Linked DNA regions of Muntiacus reevesi: region 1 is linked to region 2. The links are chromatin contacts, called in public Hi-C maps. All regions are on one chromosome and are shown on one strand. Each heading gives the region's core, a stretch centred on a gene start, on an enhancer-like site or on the middle of the called end of the contact. The rest is flanking DNA. Distances are from core to core; before and after follow the strand shown. Region 1 holds the start of ZNF772 (zinc finger protein 772). Region 2 holds the start of ZNF264 (zinc finger protein 264).

What was found. A called contact is a pair of places that touch in the nucleus more often than the background predicts.
Region 1: a contact with region 2 is called in a Hi-C map of blood, with 2.6 times the contacts expected there. The contact joins the promoter of ZNF772 here to the promoter of ZNF264 in region 2. A contact is called at or near these places in 2 of 3 Hi-C or Micro-C datasets (blood and muscle).

What each region holds. Positions count from the first base shown.
Region 1 is chr2:279,508,326-279,514,015 of mMunRee1.1, forward strand. ZNF772 (zinc finger protein 772) reads right to left here and starts at 4,023. Exons shown (of 3, transcript XM_065926914.1): 1 at 3,785-4,023; 2 at 901-1,027. The coding sequence starts at 3,817.
Region 2 is chr2:279,255,336-279,260,811 of mMunRee1.1, forward strand. ZNF264 (zinc finger protein 264) reads left to right here and starts at 2,502. Exons shown (of 5, transcript XM_065926878.1): 1 at 2,502-2,868; 2 at 4,069-4,256; 3 at 4,572-4,698. The coding sequence starts at 4,221.

The DNA of each region.
Region 1 (5,690 bases), core at 2,773-5,272, 250 kb after region 2:
AACAGAATAGCTGGTATATAACAATTATTTGATGTGCACCTCTCATGACACACAGAGCATATAAGCCAGTGTTGGAGAGTAGTATGGAGGCGGCAGCGGAGAGGAACAGCTGAGATGTGGGCAGAGGTGAGGAACTGCCAAAGGTCACAGCAGAAACAGTGTGTGCAAACAGGGCAGTACAGACAGGAATGAAGTGTGGGCAGTGGCACTGAGAGGCTGGAGAGTGGCCAGAACCCAGCCTGACATCACACCTTCCCCAGCTCCCACTCACCAGGGGCACCTGCACTCTGAGCCCCTCTGGTCAGGGCTGGAGACGTGTCGGCCCGGTCAGAGACCCAGGGCTCCCTGCCCAGCTCCTGTGGGGAAACCCCATGGGACACGGAAGATGTGTATCCTAAGGAAAAGACAGGACAGGTAAATGGCCAGCACAGGTGTGGGTGACCCACCCCTCAGAGAAGAAACCTAAATATCATGAAAATAACTCTGAAGTACTGTACTGCAGGAATAACCTAGTGGTCCCAACAAGGAGTGATTGTACTGGGTCCTTGGGATTCCTGATACAGGTAGGCTATGAGAAATGTCAGCTAGAGGAAGGGGCACAACCTGGGGCCCAAGAGTGCCATGGATCTGGACAGAGGCACCCAGTCAGGAGAGGACAAATCGGACATGATCCAGCAGGTAACAACTGGACACGTCATGCCTGCACTCCTCCATGCAAGCCTTCAGGGCAGCAGGCAGTGGGACTGCTCAGAAACCAGAGGTGCTGGAGCCCACAGTTCACACCTGGCACCCCCGGCATCTACGCCAGGGTGGGTGCTGGTGCTGCCTATGGTTCTGATCCAGGAAACAGGGAAGGGGGAGAGCCCAGTCCAGGCACTGCAGGGGACAAGAGGGCCTTACCCAGTGAGGCCATCAGTGCAAAGTTCTCCAGCATCACTTCGCGGTACAGGAGCCTCTGAGCCTCACCAAGGAGCCCCCACTCCTCCTGGGAGAAGGACACGAACACATCCTCAAAGGTCACATTTCCCTGCCACAATGGAGAGAGCAGTCTGTGAGCAGTCTCCTTCCCAAGGATCCCACCTGCCCCGCAGAACTCCCCTGACCATTCCTACCCACCCAGCTCAACTCCGAGGAGACGCCAGCACCAGGTGCCGTGTATGTCTGCTCTCTCCTCAGGGCCCCGTTGACCACTGTGTCCACCCACAGCAACAACAGGCAGTTGGGGCAGAAAGGCCTGTCTAAACTCTGGGGCTGGCATGGGGCACAGCACTCCCACCCACCTCCTTCCAGCCACTTCTTTGAAAGCTGCTAAAATCATGGTTACCAGACAACCGAAGTTAGGCTCATCTTTCTTCCTTAAGTCCCCCAAACCAGGGCCCAAGGGCCATCAATTCACACTCCTTTTCCACATGCACATTGCTCTTCTGGATCACTCTCTCACAGCTCTGGCCCCTTACCCAGTTGTTGGCCTCCACCATCACCTTCCTAGCTCACTAACTGCCCCACAGAGAGCAGAGCCTTCTGGGTAATGTAGTTCACATGCCACCAAACCTTGAGGAGATCGACGGGTAATATAGGTGTGGAGCTGGCGCGCAGCCATTTGCAGGCACCGGGTACTGAGTATCCGTTACCAGGCAACCATTCCCGGGAGACAGCAGGAGGGCGCTGCGGCCTGGCGCAGAGACCAGCACCTGCCCCATGACTCCAGGGTGCGGCAAACTGCGCCCTCCTGACTGTCCTAGTAAGTATGCCAAACGGACATTCTTGGGGTGGGACGTGCTCTCTGCTCTGTTTCACTGCCTGCCTGAGTCCATCCCCATGGAAACAAAACAAGATGTTCCTAATCAACAGCAGAGCCATAACTTTACTCCCCCTTTACAGTGTGCTGATCAAACTCCCCAGTGCAGCTCTTCTCTAATGATCTCATGTGACTTCTGCCAATAAAAGTGTGGGCTGAAAGGAGACATTTTGTCTTCCTGTCATGGAGAGCAGGAGGGTCCCGACTCCCCACTTGCCAAATTATATGTGTCTGTTTTTTCCTTACATGCTTGCCATATCAGGTCTTTCTCACCAGCTGTGCTGGACGCAGCAGGAGGGTACTGTTCTGTTGCTGTAGTTTCTCCCTTGTCAACCTATGTACATGCCATCTTCTACTTTTTGGATGTCTCTCTCCTGAACCCCTCCATATAACTTCAGCCCTGTGTCCAGCAGCTCACTGGACACTCCAAGGGTTCTCTGGCACATCTCAGACTCTCCACGTGGCCACAAAAAAACTACTGATACCCCTAAGCAGAGTTACTTCTACCACTAACTTGCCCACCTCAGCTGATGGCTCTTCTACCCGTCTGACTGATACGGCCTAACACCTTGGGGCTGTCTCTTTCCTACACAGAAAATCTGACCCAAATGCTTCCATCTACACAGCGACCCCTCTGCCCCATCCATTATTACAACTTGCCTGGAATACAGAAGCAGCCTTCTCCCCAGTCTTTCTCCTCCCCTCTATCCTAATGTCCTCAACCCTCACCACACGGCCTGTTCTCCACTTGAAATTCAGAATTGTCGTTGTTGCTGTATAGTCACTAACGTGTGCCCAACTCTTTCCGACCGCATGAATTGTAGCCTGCCAGGCTCCTCTGTCCATGGGATTTCCCAAGCAAGAACACTGGAGTGGATTGCCATTTCCTTCTCCAAGGGATCTTCCAAACCCAGAGATCAAACCTGGAATCTACAGGGAAGCTGTGAAAATGGAGATCAGATCAGATCACCTCCCTCCTCTGCTCCACATCTGCCATGGCTACAGGACCCTCAGAACAGAGGCCTAGCTGCTCAGTTGGCCATTTCAGGCCTCACTCCTGCTACCAGACTTGGTAAAGATCTGTATTTAAAAAAAAATTCCCAATTCAATCTCACCATCAGGTATGCTGGTTCCTGTGCCTAGAAAAACTGAAACACCTTATTCCAATGGTCACCAGGAGTCAGAGCCCTGCCATATAACTCCTGGACTGGACTGAAAAAACTCTGAGCTTGGTGTTTCTCAGGGGTCTTCAGACTCAAGAGCTGGGAGAGTACAAGGTAAAGTGTTCTATGACATCACAATCCTGGAACCCTGATGGGTGAGGGTGAAGGTGGAATCGATAAGAGACGGGACATCCTGTCTCACCTGTATAAACCCCATAATTACTTCCGAGGTCGGAGAACCTGTAGGTACAGGGAGACTGTGAGAGAGAAGCAACCACGAAAGAGCCCCACGAGAGCCTCAGGCCTCTCTCCTGTTGCTGCTCTGCCACAAGGACCTGAGGCTGACAGTCCACCCTGTGTGCAGTCCACCCTGTGTGACAGGACACCCTGTGTGTCCTCAGGGCCATCTAACAACCGCGCGGCCTTGGACTACCCCTCCACATTGCTGGGCTCCACTGTCCCCACTCTCAGGTCAAGTCTGTTCACACCTGGACAGTCTACATTTTAGATCATCTTTGGTGGTCTGTTTAGAACCTTCCGTGCTCCCATCACCTTCAGAATGAAGGCACAGCTGCTCCGACCCTCTGATCTTTTCAGACACCAAAGACTCAGACTCCAGGTTTCCCAAATGCTCTGCACATTCCGGCCCCACCTTCTGTAACGTCCTGTCATCCCATCACGCGGGCTGTCAGAAATGTCCGCCCAAGAGCGCCCCCACAGTCGGGACACAGGGCCCAGAGCTGGGGCTCTGAGGCTTCCTTCTTTCGAGGCTTCAGGATTCAGAGACGGAGGTCGAGGGAGGACCCGGGGGCGCAGCACCCACCTGCGCCGGGTCCGTCAGCACGGCGGCCGCCATCGGCACCCGAGGACTGGGGAAGACGAGCAGCTACAGAGCGACAGGTGCTAGGTGCCGGGCTCCGGCGGCCGGGCCACCCGAGCACTGCCGCTACCAAGCCTCAAGTCCGCCGCTCTTCAGAGCAACAACGCCGCTCACGTTTTCCGCCTCGCGTCACCTCCTGTGTGACGTAGCCTTCTGGAGCCGGAGCTGGCGGACTAATCCGAAAGCAAACAATATGTCCGCCCAAAACGAGAACAGGAAGTCCCGCCCAGGCATCGTCCCTGTGAACGGAAACTCCTCTTTCTTGGGGCTTCATTGGCCCAGAGCTGCCGAGACTCCTGGGTAATGTAGTTCCCACAGCACCAACGATGAAGTGGGGCATCGGCGCCACCTCCAGGTCACAAGTGGAGCTACCTAGCTAACACCGCGTGGAAAAGGTTTCTTTCAGTTTGAGGATTAGGCAAAGCGTTGCATCCTCTTAAAGGAGGCACGCCTATATTTCCAGGGAGTGTATTCTATAACGCAACACAGAAACGTTCAGTACTCATGTATGGATGTGAGAATTGAACTATAAACAAAGCTGAGCGCCGAAGAATTGATGCTTTTGAACTGTGGTGTTGGAGAAGACTCTTGAGAGACCCTTGGACTGCAAGGAGATCCAGCCAGTTCAGTTGTCGCTCAGTGCCCGACTCTTCACAGCCCCATGGACTGCAGCATGCCAGGCCTCCCTGTCCATCACCAACTCCCGGAGTTTACCCAAATTCATGTCATTGAGTCGGTGATGCCATCCAACCATATCATCCTCTGTCATCCCCTTCTCCTCCTGCCCTCAATCACTCCCAGCATCAGGGTCTTCTCCAATGAGCTCTCAGCTTTTCACCCGAGCTCTTCACCTCAAGTGGCCAAAGCACCGGAGTTTCAGCTTCAACATCAGTCCTTCCAATGAACACCCAGAACTGATCTCCTTTAGGATGGACTGGTTGGATCTCCTTGCAGTCCAAGGGACTCTCAAGAGTCTCCTCCAACACCACAGTTCAAAAGGATCAATTCTTTGGCGCTCAGCTTTCTTTTTAGTCCAACTCTCACATCCATACACGACTACTGGAAAAATCATAGCCTTGTCTAGACGGACCTTCGTTGGCAAAGTAATATCTCTGCTTTTTAATATGCTGTCTAGGTTTGTCATAACTTCCCTTCCAAGGAGCAAGCGTCTTTTAATTTCATGACTGCAGTCACTATCTGCAATGATTTTGGAGTACAGGAAATTAGTCCTGAATATTCATTGGAAGGACTGATGTTCAACCTGAAACTCCAATCCTTTGGCCACCTGATGTGAAGAACTGACTCACTGGAAAAGACCCTAATGCTGGGAAAGATTGAAGGCGGGAGGAGAATGGGATGACAGAGGATGAGATGGTTGGATGGCACCACCGACTCAATGGACATGGGTTTGAGCAAGCTCTGGGAATTGGTGATGGACAGGAAAGCCTGGCATGGTGCAGTCCATGGGGTCGCAAAAAAAGTCAGACACGACTGAGCAACATGGAGAATGCTCATCAGAAAAATCAAATGAACACACCAGATGCTAACACAAATCAGACCTCTATAGTGGGAAGCTAATATATAGTATGTTGTTATCAAATGTACACCCGGATTGTGAAGCGCTACGATTGCTTCTGTGGGCCTCAGGATTTAGTCAGAAACAAGAGCAACAGAGACTCCAGACATGGCCACCATGACATGAAAGTGCAGTAGGGATTTGGGGTGCTACCGAACAGGTGGACAACTCTGGTGTCTCTGGTTACTCTAGAAACTATTTGTCCTGCCATTACAATTAGTTTTTGTGTCTAACCCAGGAATTAACACTTTTTTTATAAGATATGTTATGGGG
Region 2 (5,476 bases), core at 1,252-3,751:
TCTGGTTTCCTTGTCAGGGTAATTTTTAAGCTACTTTAAAAAAAATCTGTTCCCCTAGAATGCTACCAAGCCAAACTCAGGTTCACTCACTCCATCCACAGCAAAGCCAACCTGACACTGGGTTGTGGCGAATGCACAGCGTTTATCTCAGGGTGAAAACCAAGGAGAATGGGGAGCTCACACTCAAAAGACCTGAACACCTTGATGACTTCAGGCGAGGGTTTTTATTTTTAAAAAACACATTTACTTATAATTAATTAATTAGTATTTGGCTGCACTGGGTCTTCCGGCACACAGGCTCTTCATTGCTATGCTCAGGCTTTCTCTAGTTGCAGAGACTGCAGGCTACTCTTGAGTTGTGGCGGCTTCTCTTGTTGCTGACCACAGGCTCTAGAGCATGACGGCTTCAATAGTTGGTGACCCTGCAGCATGTGGGATCTTAGTTCTCGGACCAGGGGATCGACCCCATGTCCACTGCACTGGCAGGCAGATTCCTAACCCCTGGACCACCAGGGAAGTCCCCAGGCAAGGGTTTTTAAAGACAGTGTTAGCGGAGAGGGTCCCAGGATGCATGATCAGCTCATGGAGAATTTCCTGATTGTTTGGTGCTGAGGTAGCAGGGTGGTGTTCAGGAATCTGACCATCAATCTTCTGATTCCAAGCAGTCTGTGGTCTATGCGTTTGAGGTCAGCAGTTTCCACCTGGTGGGAATTTGGTTTCTATAAAAAAACAACTTAAAAATTGTTTCAGATATTGTTAACTGTCTTCCTTGAGGAGAGCTAAGCTCTTATGACCCTGTCCTACAGATTGACGTATTGCTTAAGTTATTTTCTCCTTCTCTGTTTGACTGCCTCTTCTTTGTTCAAATTGTTGCCTCTTAAAATGATTAGCTGTTGGAGCCCACCGTTTGGAAATCAGGGAGGCCAAGTCAACTAAAGCTGCTGCCACAAACGAGAAGTAGGGACACAGAGAGGTGTGGTGGTGGAGGAGGCTCCACACAGTCCTGCTAGGTTTCGAGAAGAGGCTCTCGGGAATTCGCTGGTGGTCCAGTGGTTATGATTTTGGAGGCACACACTAGTAAGTGGCAGTGAACAGTAGCTGGAAGCAAGGTCTTCGTTTTCCGGATCAGGAGTCCTAACCACTGGACCACAGGGGCCAGCAGTTAGGGCTTGAGTCCCCAGTCCTTGCATGCCTAGTCAAGAATGAATTCAGGCAAGGAGGCAGAAAGTAAAGTGTAAAGTAAAAAGTTTATTGAAAAATACATGCAGAAAGGTGCATGGGCAAACTTAAGAGTCATGACTTTGGGAAGTTTAAATCCTTTACAAGGGGGCAGCTTTCTGGGTCTTTGTCTTCCCTCTGGGTCTTTGTCTTCCCTCTGGCCAATCATCTCACTTTGTACCCCGCTCCTGGCTAAACTGTCTCAGGACCCTCCCCTGGGTGCACACACACACACACCCCCCTCAGCCAAGATGGATCTTGAAGTGAAGGCTTCTGGAAGGAGACGCATCATGGCCTGGTGTTATCCCCTGACTTTTGACCCCAAGGAGCCTTTCTGCTCATGTGCAGTGTCTCCTTTGTCCCAAAAAAGGAGGATACTTTACCCAAACAGGGTTTTACCCCCTTGTCTTTGCCATGACTATTATCTTAAGGCATTTACAAGAGCTTCCCAGGTGGTAAAGACTCTGTCTGCAATGCTGGAGACGCCAGAGACAAGGGTTCAGTCCTGCAACCCACTCCAGTATTCTTGTTTGGGAAAATCCCACGGACACACAAGCCTGCCGGGCTACAGTCCATGGGGTCGCAGAGTCGGACAGAACTGAACACAGTGTACAAGAAACAAAGACTCTATAGTTACCGTTTCTGTTACTTCCATTTTGAAGGGCAAACAGGGGGCTGATTTTAAATGCCTTGACTGGAGTCCACCTACATTTTGTGTCTGGAAATGCAAACAGGAGGCTAGTTGTAAACGTCTAACCTGAAGCCCATCTAGCTCCTACCTCAATTAGGACCCCGAGTTTCCACCGCAGGGATGCGGGTTCCATCTCCGGTCGGGAAACTAAGAGCCCAGAAGCCTCGCTGAGTAACAAAAAAAAAAAGGAGAGAGAGAGAGAGAGAGGATCCAGGAAGGAGCAGCGGGGTAAGGAAAACCACTCGGCCAGCTGCAAGCCCAGGTCACAGCCCCATACCCTTTGCATTTGGCCCCACCGGGGGCGAATGTCCCAGCACTGCTAGCCTCAGTTTCCCTGGGTCACTGCACAGACCCTCTCGCCCCCGGCCCCTCGTCCACCCGACTTGAATCCAGTATGAAGAAGCACGTCTAGGCCGGCCTCAGCTTTTTCTGTGGAGGAATAGCCCGCTGGTTACCCCGCTCCTCGCCTTCGCGGATCTAGCGGAGACTACCTTACCCAGAGGCTGTGCGCCTGAGGCGGGCGCTGGCCAATGACGTAGGGACGTTTCCTGAGGCGTGGGCGGGACTTCCGGTTTCTCTCTGCGGACGCCATTTGCCTACAGGGTTAGCTCCCGGCAGGATTCGACGGGCGGAGACCTGGGCCAGCGCGGCTCCCCAGGCCTTTCGTGGGGCCTGAGCAGAGGGGTGCGGATCCCCTTCGTGCCTTTGAACGGGTCGTGAGTCCCTAGGCTGTGGCGTGCCCTGGTCACCCGCCGGCCCGCGGCCTGTGCGGGCCTCAGCAGCGCCCCTGGTCTCCGCGTTCACGAGGGCGGCGCCCGGCTCTGGGGCGGCTTGTTCGCGGAGGGCGGCGGTCAGCCGAGGTCGCCCAGCCCAGACGGGCGGAGGCGAGGGGCAGCGGGCCGCCCCGGGCGGCCTGGACCGCAGCTCCCGTCATGGCGGTGCCGACCCACCGGACCCAGGTGCGTGGACGCCAGTGACGGTACCGCTCATTTTCGAGCACTGAGGCGGTTCCGGCAGGCACGCCGGATGTGTCCCCGCGGCCGTCTGCTCTGGTTTGTGGAGCCGCTTTGTCACTTATGTATTCCCGGTCTTGAAAGCTGCTGGGCTCTGACAGGTGCCCAGAAGTTGTAGAGAAATGACTGCTGCCTCCTCCAGGTTGTTATTCAGTCGCTCAGTCGTGTCCGACTCTTGCGACCCCATGGACTGTAGCCCGCCAGGCTCCCCTCTCCATGGGCGGCGGCTTCTTTTTCTTTATGTAATCGCTGAACCACCTGAGGAGCCCCCATCATATTTGGTAAACCCCCAACCCCACCGTGTACTGCGAGGATACACCCTGCCCCACCCCCCTTTCCCCTGGTGTTACTCCACCTGGCGGCCTTGGGCGTTGGAGGGCGAGATGAGTGCACCGACAAAGTCAAGTTATGGAAGGCCCGCGAGGTTGCCATGGTTCCTCCCAGATGCTGAGACGTGTCTCGAGTGGGCGAGATCCTGTGGGGCTTTGCCGAATGTTACCCTCACTTTCAGCCAGGTCAGCCATGGTGGCCAATCTCATGGCCAAAGCGAGCGTTAGCCTTGGCCACTTCTGCTCCCCGGTCTGGCGTAGTCCTGGCACGGGGTGAGTTTTGGCAGGGCCCAGGAAGAAAGAGGCTAAACGGTTCGTTGCGGAATCTCCCTGGGAGTTTCGGGACCCAGGAGGGGCTAGGGAGTTGGTCCAGACCCTGCCATTACCCAGGTAGATCCACCCCTTCAGGCGTTTATCCCAGGAGGTCTGTGATGAAGGCTCTGCTCCTCTGTCCATGTTCACAGAAATATTTTCAGGCATGATGAAATGGATTTAACAGCAAACATTTCCTGTAAATGCCTCACAGCCTCATCACTAGGTGTTCACTTTGGTGAAAGAATGTCAGGTTACACTGTTAGACCCTGAATTACACTGGCCTGCGTTAAAAGTCTTGCCTTTGGTTTGTAGGACACACGGTTGGGTGGATTGGTGGAGCTCCCTTAGCCTCAGGTCATTGACTGGCATGGAGGTGATGAGAGATTTACTCAGAGCCTGTGGGAAAATCAAGGAAAATGCCAAAGCCCGTGGAATGTTGAATACTTTTCTAAAGCTCACGACAGTTACTGGTTAAGTGGGAACTGTTATTGTATTGATCCAGAAACGGAGGCTCAGAGAGATGAAGTGAATGATGTCTCCACGATAACACACCTGGCAAGTCTCGGGTTTCAAGAGTTTGGATGCAAACCACGGGAGACCCACAAAAGAACTGGGCACTTGTAATTGCTTTAACCAGGATGTGACGCCCTCAGCATGGGTCAGGCAGTTAGCAGGACCAGGGAGGCGCAGGTACTGCTGCTGTCACCATTATCGATACTGTTACTACCATTATGTACTCATTCCTCTGATGTCCTAGAGCCCTGTCTGCATTTCCCAGCCCACACGTCACTTCCATTGTCTTGTGTGACTTTCCAGTGGCCCTGCATAGGAGGCATCTCTTACAGACTTCGTAATACACTGCTGTATCATGTCCAAAACATTGTTCATCTCCCCTTCAGCCCAGCCTAGATCTAGCCCTCAGGCAGTGCTCCATGGTTAAGGTCTTGATCTCTCTGCACCTTTACCAACCTTGTAGAAATGAGCTCTGCTACCTCTGCTTGACAGGTGTGTGTGACCTTTGATGACGTGGCTGTGACCTTCACCCAGGAGGAGTGGGGCCATCTAGACCCGGCCCAGAGGACGCTGTACCAGGAGGTGATGCTGGAGACGTGCGGGCTCCTGATGTCTCTGGGTAAGACCTCTCACTCAGCCCTGCAGGCACGCTCTAGCGCCATGCCTAGCTGATCCAGAAGCCTACCCGCCATGCAGCTTCACTCATGTCTGAGATTCACTTCCTCTTGCCTGCTGTCTCTGTGTCTCTTTGAATAAAGTTCCCCTTTGGCTCTTAGAAAGTGGTGGAAAGAAGTGAATGTTCTGCAGAGCCCAAAGGCAGCTTTTCCAGCCGGGCCACATGGGGCTGAAATACGAGAGCCAGGATCATACCCTGGCTTCTGGGTCTCCTGTCCTGGCTTCTTTCTCTGGCTTTGCCCATGTCTCTATCTTTTCAGAATGGCTTTTGCACCCCATCAAGTTTGACGAGTGACCACCCCAGTCCCTGCTCTCCAAGGCCCCCAGATGCCTTGTTGCTCCGTATGTTTCTATTGTTGCTCTTTCTCTGCTGCAGGGCTCGGGGTGGGGGTGGGGGTGTCCGTGAGGTGGAAGTGACCTCCTGGCCTCTCAGCCCAGGGCCCAGCACGGACCAGCCTCTGTCTGAGGTTCCTGTTTTCACATTCCAGAGAGGGAGCCGACCGAACGGGGCTGGTTCCCAGGCATCCCCTACACCCGCGTGCACAGGATGTGGGTGACAAGCTGTTCTCCAGGAAGAGGGTGAGGCAGCCGGGGCCCCAGGAGGCCTTTGCCTTCGGTGCCAGCGGGTCCTGTCTAACCGCAGGGTCTCAGTCAGGGGGCTTCTCTGTCCTCCTGCGCCTTCACGGTGTCTCGTGTTCGCTCAGTCTCGGCCGGGATCATCT